Linked DNA regions of Danio rerio: region 2 is linked to region 1. Evidence: chromatin contacts called from public Micro-C data. All regions are on one chromosome and are shown on one strand. The core of a region is the stretch at or near the end of the contact, and the rest is flanking DNA. Distances in the headings are between cores, read along the strand shown. Region 1 holds the start of zyx (zyxin). Region 2 holds the start of casp2 (caspase 2, apoptosis-related cysteine peptidase).

Region 1 (6,250 bases), core at 3,635-6,134:
CTTTCACTACCCACTATGGTGTTCCAGAAAATAATTAAATGTGATCAAACTAGCACCTTCTCACAGTATGTGTGTGCCACGAAAAGAGAGAAACAGCTGCAATATAAATATTCCAATGGTCTTACGAATGTGTCTGCATTTCATCACTTGATCACAATGACTACAGTACAGTATGTGATACAGGAATTCTGGCCCTATTTGTGGAAAGCACTAGCTGATCTGGCTCCTTGAGGGCTTCTTGTGCAGCCTAGATGAATATTGTGGTCTGTAAATGGTACCCCAGAGGAAAACTTGGAAACTAATTGAGGATCAGTGCATGACATGCAAATTCAACGTTTGTTCTACAAACTGATGATGTGAATAATGAGAGATGTTGAAATTGCATTGAGTAATGTTTCTCTGTGACTGCAGATGTGAACAGTGTTTTAAAGCAATCAAACAAGCATAGACAAAAACAATTGTGTCATAGTTCCTCTATATGCCTTCCAATAGCAGGCAGTCATTTTCTGCATAGCCGTTTTCTTGGTTCCTCTAGAGATTGCATCTCCGCTACAGCAAATCTATGTACTTTGTTGGTCACAGTTCTATAATAATGCAAGTATCTTATAACTGTGTTTGACTAGAATTGATTTTTTATTAGTAATATTTTAATTTTTGGGAAAGAGGAACTGCTTTTTCACCTCATGATGGCATACAGTTGAAGTTAGCATTATTAGCCCTCCTGTTTATTTTTACCCCATTTTCAGTTTAACAGAGAGAAGATTTTTTTCAACACATTTCTAAACAAAATAGTTTTAATAACTCATCTCTAATAACTGATTTATTTGATCTTTGCCATGATGACAGCAAATATTATTTTATTAGATATTTTTTAAGACTTCTATAAAGCTTAAAGCAACATTTAAAGGCTTAACTAGGTACATTAGGTTAACTAGGCAGGTTATGGTAATTAGGCAAGTTATTGTATAGTGATGGTTTATTCTGTAGACTATCGAAAAAATATAGCTTAACAGAGCTAATAATTTTGATCTTAAAATGGATTTTAATAAATTAAGAAACTGCTTTTCCTCTAGCCGAAATAAAAAAAAACAAATAAGCCTTTCTCCAGAAGACAAAATATAATCAGACATACTGTACAAATTTTCTTGCTCTGCTAAACATCATTTAGCAAGTATTAAAAAAAATAAATAAATAGAAAATAAAAAGCTAATAATAATGACTACAACTGTGTGTGGTGACGCTGAGCTGTCAACTACTTGACATCATTCTGTGACACCACAGTTTAAGATGTAATTTATGACTGTTCATGCACAATGACTCTAACTGTATAACAACACTTGACAGCAATGACTAATATGAGACAAACTTCCTTTCCTGAATCCAGTTTAAACATTTACAAAGCCATTCTGATGGAATTTGATGAGGTGACAACTCCACAAGCAGCGGGATTCTATTGTTTTGGGTGACAATGTTGAAAAGCATGTCACACCCACAATCTGTCTGGGTTATGCTTGGCTTGCGCATATCTCAGATGCATCGCATAATTACGTCATATCGGGAGGTGCATATAATGTGGGTCATTAAGGATTGTCAATAAATTAATTTTTTTATGTGGCACTTGTAAATAAATCACAGATACTTAACTTACTGAAATTGATTAGTTATTCGTATATTGTACTTGATCAAGTAGTTTCAAAAATATGTAATTTTACTTTAGTACATTTTCAGGGTTTTGATGGGTTTCACCAATTTGACACACACACACACACACACACACACACACACACACACACACACACACACACACACACACATATATATATATATATATATATATATATATATATATTTTTTTTTTTTTTTTTTTTTTTTAATCACTTTCAACAATTGCAAAAAGAGACTGAAAGGGCAGAAGCACAGCTTCATCTGGCAGAGGAACAACTAACTCTGACCAAACTGACTGCAGCAAACCAAGGCAAGAATTGAGATTCGTCTCCTAAAGGCTAAGCTCAGACAAGCTGGTCTCTCCCAGCTGCAACCCATCCCTGGGAAACATGTTTTCATTTTAATTAAAAATAAACTTATATTAACCCCACACTGGCTATTCTACTTGTTGCTCTTTACATATCTATAGTTCTAAATTGTGATTTCCCATCCTGTTTGAGCACTGGTTATCCAGATTTAATGGTCCAGAAAAGTTCCTACCTTGATCAGATTGATCCAATCTGATGTTGCTTTGAAAAACTGGCTCAAAAAGTAAGCTGGATTAAGTGATCATGGATTGCAAAAACAGAATTACTAAATTCGTATCAATTTTACCCAGATTAAACCTTTTGAAAAAACGGACCCAGAAGTCATTTATTTTCAATGGGAGCGATAAGCAGCGAAGAGCAACGTGGCTCATCTTCGCTGGTGTGGACATCGAGGAGAGTTGAAATCAAGTTGATTTTATAACCCACAACTTGAGAAAATTCCAGGGAACACAGTAGGCTTGGGAAGTAATACGGTAATATGGCATACTGCGGGATCTAAAAATAGCATAAGTGTCAATTTCAATACCGTTTTACCATCATAAAAAACAACGCACTTAAATAGGAGACATTTATTAAATAATAAATATTATTTACTTAATGCCTACAAATGCTTATGCATGATTGTCATCACGGAACAATGTGGGGGAGAGAGAGAGGTGAGGTAAGATGGTGAGTCGTGCACCAAGTGACTTGCAGTTTGTCAGTATTTCCAGTTTCGACCGAGGGAGACGTGGGAAATACGAACTAGAGGTCTGCATTCCCTCTGCTGTATCGCGGGACCAGTCCAGATTTCTTGCGGTGCAGGAATAAATTTCCGAATAAAGTGCGGAAGCGGTCGGTAACTCTGGTGTAATTTGAGAGAAGGCACGCGGTCTAACAATATCGATCCCAAGAGAGCACGCGCGGTTTAGGCTCCAGACAACATTTTGGTGATGCTGTCTGAGCCTTTCGTAATAATTTTTTACAATATGCACAGTAATACCGGATACCGAGGTAAAATAGGGAGGAGGTTTGACAGTATCAAAATTTGACTACCACCCAAGCCTAGACAGTCCTGTGAATTTTGGTTCTGACCACAGTTGTTCCCAAGCGCTTGTTTTTGATTATTGATATACGTTTTTCTCCTTAAAAAAAAATGGAATCTCACTAACTATAATGACAGTATTGCTGCTTTAGAACATTTCAGATATATTCAATGTAGAATATGTGAACATTTCAATGTAGTGAATTTTGAAGCTCTCTCCGGCTTAGCTATGAAGACAGCGTTGTCGTCAGGGCGGCAAGAGCGAACTTTGCCTCTCACACTGCCTTCGTTGTGAACACAGTAACACACTTACTACTCTTAAGTACCTTTAGAAGGACTTTTACTCAGTAAAGTGAATAGTAATCAGAACAGATATTTTACTCGCACAAATTTTTTGGCAATCAATGGTACTTTTACCTGACTATACATTCCACCACCTATCTATATATGAACAAGCCATTTAATACAATAATAAGTATTATTAATACTTTAAAACAAACATTAAATAGCAATCCACAATCATGTACAACAGGTATAAGAGATAACATTTTCCTGTGTAGAATTTGTTAACAGGTCATGTGGATGCACTTTGAAGACCAATAAAACGTTTAGAAAGCACTTTGAAGACCAACAGTTGTTTAGAAAGCATGAGCAGTGGTTCAAAAATCACTACAGTGTTGTTGTCAAACTTTTTGTCCTAATGTGACCTGCTGCCTACCAATTTGCTAATACATAAATGTCCTTCCAAAAAAAAAAATAATAATAATTATATATATATATATATATATATATATATATATATATATATATATATATATATATATATATATATATATATATATAATTGAAAGGGGAACAATTATTTAAACAGCATAAGTAAATGTTGGAGCTCACTGTATTTCCCATTAGAGTACGATAGACGCATTCACCACACATGCTTATTAAACTGGAAAATCCTAAAACACACTTGCGTTGCCTAAAGGCCAGTAAATCCCATAGTCATTCTTACAGGCACTCCACCCAGAAAACTTATTCGTTCATTCACAACACCATCCTCGCTTTAAATTTTGAAATGATGTAATTGTGGTCTTGTTCTTTAGACTCGGAAACTTGTGTAAGTTCGCTGTTCCTGATCGTTTTTAATCAGACATAACAGCAGTGCGAGCAAAGGAAAACAAGATGCTTTCACCTTATATGGACATCTGACTGGAAAACCAGTGAAATACAGCTCTATATTTGAATTCAATAAAAGAAAACCAATTGTGTTAAATGACAAACACACTCATGAATCTTTACATATAACGTTAACGTCACATCTATGAATAATATTACACAATTAACAATTTTAACCCACGCGCCCCACCCCTCACCTTTTATATAAACATTTTAGATCATATTATTTCACTTATATCAGTGCTATAATGAAGACACTATGCGTTTGCATTTTAAATACAAAACACCACGACTTACAATTGTGCTATTTAACTTAATCGATTTCTAACGTTACAAACCACCCCGAATGTGTTTGAGGTTTTGATGCGAATGCAGATAGCAGTGTGTGAAAACCAACAAACGTCAGAAAAAAAAAAGATGTGGAAAAGACACTTACTGTTCGTTTTCTTCGTAAAAGATGCTGTTAAGCAGTAGATACAGATTGTCTAATGCAGAAACCGCCTCTGATTTCAACCCTTACGGGGCTTTTATGGACAAATATCCTTCTTTGTGAATATCCTTTCTTAATTTATACCACTTTATATTGCTGTATAGGCGTTAAGCACCATGCTGTTAAAACTAGGAAGCTCTAGAGGGGACGTCAACCAGTGAATCTGCTCCGCTCACATAAACTTTTTCCTAATGTACCGACTCTAGACACACTTCCGGTTGACGCTTCCGCATTCCGCATGACCGCTGGAGGTGGGACAAAAACTGAAGCCAATGGTAACTACTGTTAAAAGAGATCTGCACAATATGTATGTATGAATTTGCTGCGATTAATTAATGAATTTATTTATTTATAAAGAGAAAACATAATTGGTTAAATAAATTATTCTGGTCATCAAACATAATTTAAAATAGGAAATAATCTTTATAAACTGCTCTTTTAATTCTGTTATAATAGCAGGGTTTTCAAAATTTTGTAAGATATAGGGTGTTCTGTTTTTTCTATATAGTTCATATACTTTCATATATATATATATATATATATATATATATATATATATATATATATATATATATATATATATATATATATATATATATTTATAAGTATACTGTTTGGATTTTGTGCCAATTTGTTACTTCAGTAGTTATGCACAAAAGCCACGGCAAAGTAGCTAATTAAATAAAAATATAGCAATCAGCTTTGACTTATACCTGTCTCCTTGTCGTGTTTTAGTAAACCTCTCTTTCTGTGAACCAAAAAACTATTTTGTTTTTAATGAAACTGTTGGACTGTTCTACCTCCTCTACTCATGTTTCTTACAGCCCTCCCACTACATGTCTCTTGGAATGACATCATCCCTCCATCTAAACAAGTTCTTTCTTGTTTGGCTTTTTGTCTAAACCTGAATTCATGTTGACATTATTTATAATAGGCATATGCTGTACCCACCATAAGGGACTCTGGACTGGCCATATCATTATTACAATGCTTCCATTTTCAAGTTTCTTAAATTAAGGGTAAAAACAAAGTTTGAAAAGGCTGAGTGACCATATACAGTTTTTGAACACATCAACACATTTCATACATGTTTCATAATCTAGCAACAGTCCCTATAAGGGACTCCCGCTAGGCACAATTGCCTCGATCCGTGCTAAAGCGAGGTTGGCCTGCCTCCCCCTCCTTAGACAGCCTGCCTTACACTGCATCTTTACCTACTGAACCTAAGCATGCTTACTTTATCAATGATGCAACTGTTCAGCTTAACAGGAAGAGAAGTGCTCTCGCCCAGTATATATGCTTTAGTTATTTCGTTTTAGTCGTTTAGGATGCAGTAACAAAGTCACATATTTTGCAGAACAAATCCACAACTATTGATTCTCATAAATTATCATAAAGTCCTCGTGCTGCAGGTATTAGGAGATTTGCTGAGGGTGCAACTGATGTTCAGCAAGGGGTTTGCGTTTTTAATAAACTATGACAGTTCACGTTCTTTGAAAAGTAAGAATGATTAATAAATCCATGTAAAAC
Region 2 (6,480 bases), core at 1,493-3,992, 230 kb after region 1:
ACATGATGCTGGAGGAAAACGTTTCTTGACTCACTCCTCCAAAACACACCAAAATGGCTCAATAACATTTAGTCTAGTGGCAGCATATATTTGAGGGCGTGCAAGAAGTTTTGTGCACGAACAGAGAAAATCACCACACAAGCAAAGAAATTCACATGCTTGTATTACATGAATGCTATCTCAACTTGTGATACTGTGCTCACAACATTTGTCATTGAAATAACTCCATAGGTAGTTGGTAGATCTGTGTAAAAAAAAAAAAAAGGCCTGATGCCACAGCTGGAAAGGATCCTAGAGGAAACACTGCACTGTTCTGCAGAGTGGTTCGGTACTCCTTGGCAATGACACACCTACCACAAGTATTGGGTCAAGGAAATGCCACGATATTGCAACTCAAACCATCACTGATCTACCACCATGATTTACTCTGGACATGCAACATTCTGGGTGATACACTTCTTTGGGGGTCCTCCACACTGTAACTCTCTCAGATGTGAGACTCATCAAAAAACAATACATGTTTCTTATTGTCCACAGCCCAAGATATCCGCTGCTAGCACCATTGAAACTGACAATTAGCATTGGCACAAGTGATCAAAGGTTTAGCTATAACAACCCAGCCATGTTATTAATTTGGAAACAATGTTCTGTTGTTTGGGTTGCTGTTGTTTCTGCATGTAAAAAAATAAACCCCTCAAAGATATTTCCAAGGGTCAAAGAAAGTTAACAATGGGTTAACAAGTGCTTTTTAGCAAGAAAGTGAACTGAAACTAGAGTTTCCACTTTTCTGAGGTTGGGGCTTGAGTCCTCAGTAACTACGGTCCAATCCCAATTATATTTTTGTACACCTACCCCTTCACCGCCCTTAAACCGAGGGTGAAGTGGGAGGGATTGAAAATTAACCTTTTAGTTTTGAAACGGCGTTTTACAATGAAAACGATCCACGTCCACACTCGCGTTTGACCCAGTGTTTCTGAACTGCTCTCCGTCCACACCAAAACGCTGAAAACGCACATCACGTGACCACATAAACACTCTTTGGCAAGCACTGCAGCCCATCTACCCAGATGAGAGCTCTGCTAGTCGGACTTCATCAAGCATCTCCCGCTGGATCTAATCTCACTATATTTATTAAACGGGATATTCATTCATCTTGTTGTCTTTATCTAACGACATATTCCCTGACTTTGGTCATTGGAATCTATTACTTGTTCTAAGGTAACGTGTTTTGGCTGAGCGCAAGATAAGTTAATGATTAATGTAAGCACGTACATTCTGTATATTGACTGATCGCTTGCCTTTATTTCCTATAATGTATAAACTTATTGCATGTTATACTTTTATAATGGCCATTATCGATTATTAAAACTGATAATCAGCAAAATAGAGGGTATGTTTCGTATTTTCACTGAAATTGAAAGGAGGCAGTTGTTATCGGCTCCATTTTGTTATAAATATCCACACAGTGAAGATGACGCTCATATATGCAGCACGGCGCCTCAACATTTCTGCTGTCTGTTTAGTTTTTAATATTTAAATGAAAATAGGCAGTTCCTTATATCATGTTTACATTTTATTGTTGAGAAAGTGAAACAACGTAGCCAGGATGATGTGAATGAATTTATAAAGTACACGGTTCCCTTTGAAGATTTACCCGTGTCCTCGGTATAGTCTGTTTTCCATATAAACTGAGAAGAAGAGACTGCAGCCTCCAGCTGTTGCCGAGATTTCAAAATGCAGAGATGGTGTACACATCACTTTAATATCATTCAGTAAGTTTAATTAAAAGCAATTTAGCATCAAACAACATCACAATCTCTTTAAGAGTTATATGCTCAAGTGTCCTCCTAGGCTTCAGTACATAGAACCAGTTAAACACCGTGGGGACGCTTTCCTGCTTTAGCCTATGTAACCCGGTAAGCAATAAAACACTGCAGTCCTCTATAGGTTGCAACTTTAAGGGCATCACTGCTTAAAACATATACTGGATAAGTTGGCGGTTAATTCTGCTGTGACGACCCCAGATTAATAAAGGGAATAAGCCAAAAAGAAAATGAAAGAATATATGAATTAAATAATTTTTATTTTTTATTGTTTTTAAGCATTTTAAGGCCAATAATATTAACAGGACTAAAAATTCTGACTTCAACTGTATGCATGTATGCTCATTTACAGTATGTTAAACGTACTTGTAATGAAGTAATGAGTGCTCTTTTAACCTCCATAACCAGCAAGTTCTGAAAAGGAACCAAAAACTGTGAAAACATTCCATGCGAGTTCAGAGGTTCAACTTTAATCATTCAAAGCTCTAATAACACTTTTTTGTGCCAAAAACACAAAAGTTTTTTTAAAGCTTTTTGTTTTCTTGAAGCTTTGTATGATTACAATTGAACCACTAAGGTCACATGAAATGTTTGACATTTTTTAAGTCTTTTTCTGTTCTTGCTGTTTATGTAGAGTCAGCTGAACTCTTGCATTTCATCTAAAACATCTTAATTTTTGTTTCAAATATAACATGCCACAAGGGATTTGAACGACAAGGGTGAGTAATTATTAATACAATTTTCTTGTTTTTATGAACGACACATACCATAATGCTCTCTGCCATGCTGTCTGTAAGGATCCCATCTTGTTGAAGACACTGGATCAGTAGATCATCCACCACTAAATCCTGCAGCATCTTGACAGAGTTCCTCCTGAGTGCAAGTCTCTCCCATTTTGTCATCCCGCACTCTCCCAACATGATGAACTGCTGATTGTATTGATTTATTATTAACAAAATAAAATACATTTTTAAAAAAAGTTACTAAAACAATTATACCAGTTGTTTGATTATAATAGTTAAAATACTGTGTTATTTGTCATTTACTTTTGTTTCTACAAAAATGCAAAACTGGAAGTGACAGTTTTAATACTAACAATAATAAGACTGTATTGTAATGTAACGTCCGTGATGTCAAATCATTCACCAAGATTGCATATTTGCACATAGAAGTGGTCTACGTTACGTGCCTTCACGCAGAGTACCACAAGTTACAAAGTAACGTAATGTAATACATGATTCACTTTACCTGTTGTGTAACAGTCCTCTCCGTGTGAAGATTACAGTAAATGACACAATCGGGACGATGTGTGTAGGCTGATGTGATGCTGATTTGACGGAAATCCAAAATGACGAATGGCAGCTCGCACTCCAACTAGCTTAGCATGCTAATCAAAACAACAACAAAAAAAACTATTATTAAAGACTTCTGGCACTAATTTAAGTATAAAATCACGGTAGTTGGTAATCTGCAGTTTAAGTCGTTGTTGCACTTTTCCAGGTCTGCTTGTCAAGCTGGCGATTTTTAAAAATAAGCAAACTAAAAATTAACAACGAGAAAACTGTCAGGTGCTAGCACTTTATATTAGCTTTGTTCTTTCCCTCGCTGAATTCATTCTTTTAAATTTAGTTTTGTCTTTCGTCTTCGCTCGGCCTACACGCAGAATGACAAAGTTTCAAGCTGAAAATTCTAAACTGAAACACGCATTTTTAAAATAGCTGACAGAACGCCGATTTCTCCCTGTACAAACTTCCGCGGGTGAGGATCGAGGCAACCAACAGGCTTTGAGTGTGTAAATAATTGACGTGAGAAACAGCCTATTACAGCCTCGTCCGCCCACAAAAGATGTGGAAGTTTTGTTTCGTCCAGTTATTTCAAACTTGAAAATTGAGTAACATCACACATTGTTCAAAATTAACATTAAATCAGATTTTGAGATTTTAATCGTTGAGCAGTTGTTTTTTATTTTGAACCCAATAATAAAACATTACTTTTAATATTTGCATCTGAAAGCAAAGTATTTACATTATTACATTTGAGCAAATGTGAGGTCCATGTGAAGGGGATTCGAATTAGCAGAACGAGAAATTATTAATTTTTAAAAATCACAAGGGATTTGTTTTGATGAGAGAAGAATGTTCTAGTCGTGCATGATCAAATTGAAAATGTTACTAATAAAATCTATTCCACTAAAGCTACTGAAGTACAGATCCTAAAGAAGGATTTTCCAGAATAGCTGCCAGTTTAACTGTTCAGAACAAACACTCACGGGCAGATATCACAAAACATAAAAACTGTTGAGGATCATCATTTATTCATTCGTTCATTTACTTTTCGGCTTAGTCCCTTTATTAGACATGGGTCGCCACAGTGGAATGAACCGGCAACTTATTCAGCATATTTTATGCAGTGGATGCCCTTCCGGCTGCAAACCATTATTGGGAAACACCCATACACTCTTGCATTCACATGTACACTACGACTAATTTATTCATAAATTTTTTTCAGCTTAGGCCCTTTGTTAATTAGGGGTCACTACAGCGGAATGAACCGCCAACTTATCAAGCATTTGTTTAACGCAGCGGATGCCCTTTCATACAACCCAACACTGGGAAACACCTATACATACTCATTCACAGACTATGATCAACTTAGCTTATTCAATTTACCTATAGCGCATGTCTTTGGACTGTGGGGAAATATATAAATAAAAAAATTATAATCAATAAATAAATAAAATATAGATATGTGAATTTAATTAAACAGCATATGACTATGATAATAAAGACCATATTTATTTTAAAATGTGATTTGAAATTGAAAGCTGCATAGCATTCATTAATATCAAAAATCCATTTCCAGGGCCCTTTTAAAGTCATAACTAATCTCTGAATAAGACTTATTATTTTTTTAGAATTTATTTTATCCCTGACCTTAAACTAAACTTGCTGCAGTCTGTAAAATAATAGCATATGTTTTAATGAATTTAGGCTTCCATACAGTTTTATAGCTTTTGTATTTATTTATTTTGACATTAGTTTTAGAATTTTTTTAATAAGTCTATGTTCTGTGACCAATGTTACTGTTTGTATTCAAACATTCTTGACAATAACAAAAAAATTCTTTTTTAAATTGCTACTAATAAATCACATCTTAAAAATGTGTAGTAATTACAATTACAAATAATAATGCAAATTAGCAATATTATAGGACTCTCGACTGTTAAAACTTCAAACTACATACACAAATCGGTAATCAAACAGTTTATTTATAATACTTCCTTTTAATAACAAAGCACACAAAATATATTTCACACTAAATTAAAAAAAAAAATGAAAACGGCAAAGAACAGAAAAACTCACCTATTTTCCCAGCCCTGTTTCTCATTAAAAGCCAAATGCATACCTTTCTGCTAATAATATGGTCTCTTTAATTAAAGTATGATACTTTGGAAGTGCTTTTAAGGAGCCTCTAACTCACTTGTATACAGTACTCAAACTAAAACTTCTATGAAACACCAAGTATGGGTTAGCCTTATATTTATTAACTTTTTCTGATGTTGTAAGGCTTTTTGTGTTTACCTCAAATTTAAGAATATCATTCATGGTGTCAGTTCCACATAAATGACATATTTAAGTTGTTGTTTTTTTCGAGAATAGTACAATGTACAAATCATCCTAAAATCAAGTTGACAGCTTCAGTGCATTGGAACACACAACAATTAAAACCATAAAAACAGATTCCACAACCATTTGTCAATATCAACAAGGCAAACTTCAGAAAACTAACTAAACAAAAACAATTCCTTTTACATTTCATTCCTGTTATTTCAAAGACTGTATATCTGTTATAAGTTATGTAGCAAAATTGTTATGAAGCTCAATTTTCTTTTGATTATACTTATTAACAGCATTTATGATAGAAATTTATTATTGATAACATCATTCAGAAACATTTTATAAAGAGTGTAACAGGCTGAAGAGGTAGGCCTCACCATGTCCTCATAACACAATATTCCACAACAAATATTTGGAATGTTAATGTAAGCATTTAAGTTATTTTTAATTGATTTCTGGAAAATTATAGAAAAAAAATAATAATGAATTTGATTAGTAGACCATAAGCTTAAAAGCATCATTCCCATTTTATCAAACATGGGTCATACTACAAATAAAACTCAACCATTCTAATGAAATTAACCACTTCATACCAAACTACATCTGTCACAGTCAAGCAGCATTGAGATTGTTTACTTTCTATATGAGTGACAGGAAAACATGGGCGGTGTTGCACTTTTATGATGATGGCAACTTGTCATAAATAATCAAATTATCAAAAATAATTGTGGCTCTTTGGATTTTTGAAAGTAATTTAGCAAACCTATACATTTAACCAAGCCCAAATCGACATGGATAAATAAAGAATAAGTGCCACTGGGAAGCTAAAAACTTGTTATAAACAAGGAACACGCCTGCTCAACATTTGAATATTTCTTATTTGGTTCCAAAATAGTAATAACTGTTCAGCCTCTTCTCGTTGATTATCATGATGTGGTCACATGGGAAGTAAATGGTCATCTCTTTCCTCTGGCTCTTCCCCAAGTGGTTCAGTACCCACTCCTCTATACGTGGGTGGTTCTTCTCTGTTACCACGAGAA

The links. A called contact is a pair of places that touch in the nucleus more often than the background predicts.
Region 2: a Micro-C map of caudal fin shows a contact between it and region 1, with 3 times the contacts expected there. The contact joins the promoter of casp2 here to the promoter of zyx in region 1. A contact is called at or near these places in 3 of 18 Hi-C or Micro-C datasets (caudal fin, hematopoietic stem cells and an unstated tissue).

Annotation. Positions count from the first base shown.
Region 1 is chr16:17,420,688-17,426,937 of GRCz12tu, forward strand. It overlaps zyx (zyxin), which reads right to left and starts at 4,885. Exons shown (of 10, transcript NM_001109824.2): 1 at 4,667-4,885.
Region 2 is chr16:17,655,203-17,661,682 of GRCz12tu, forward strand. It overlaps casp2 (caspase 2, apoptosis-related cysteine peptidase), which reads right to left and starts at 2,743. Exons shown (of 10, transcript NM_001042695.1): 1 at 2,591-2,743. The coding sequence starts at 2,743. It overlaps m6pr (mannose-6-phosphate receptor (cation dependent)), which reads right to left. Exons shown (of 7, transcript NM_213205.1): 7 at 5,467-6,480. The coding sequence ends at 6,378.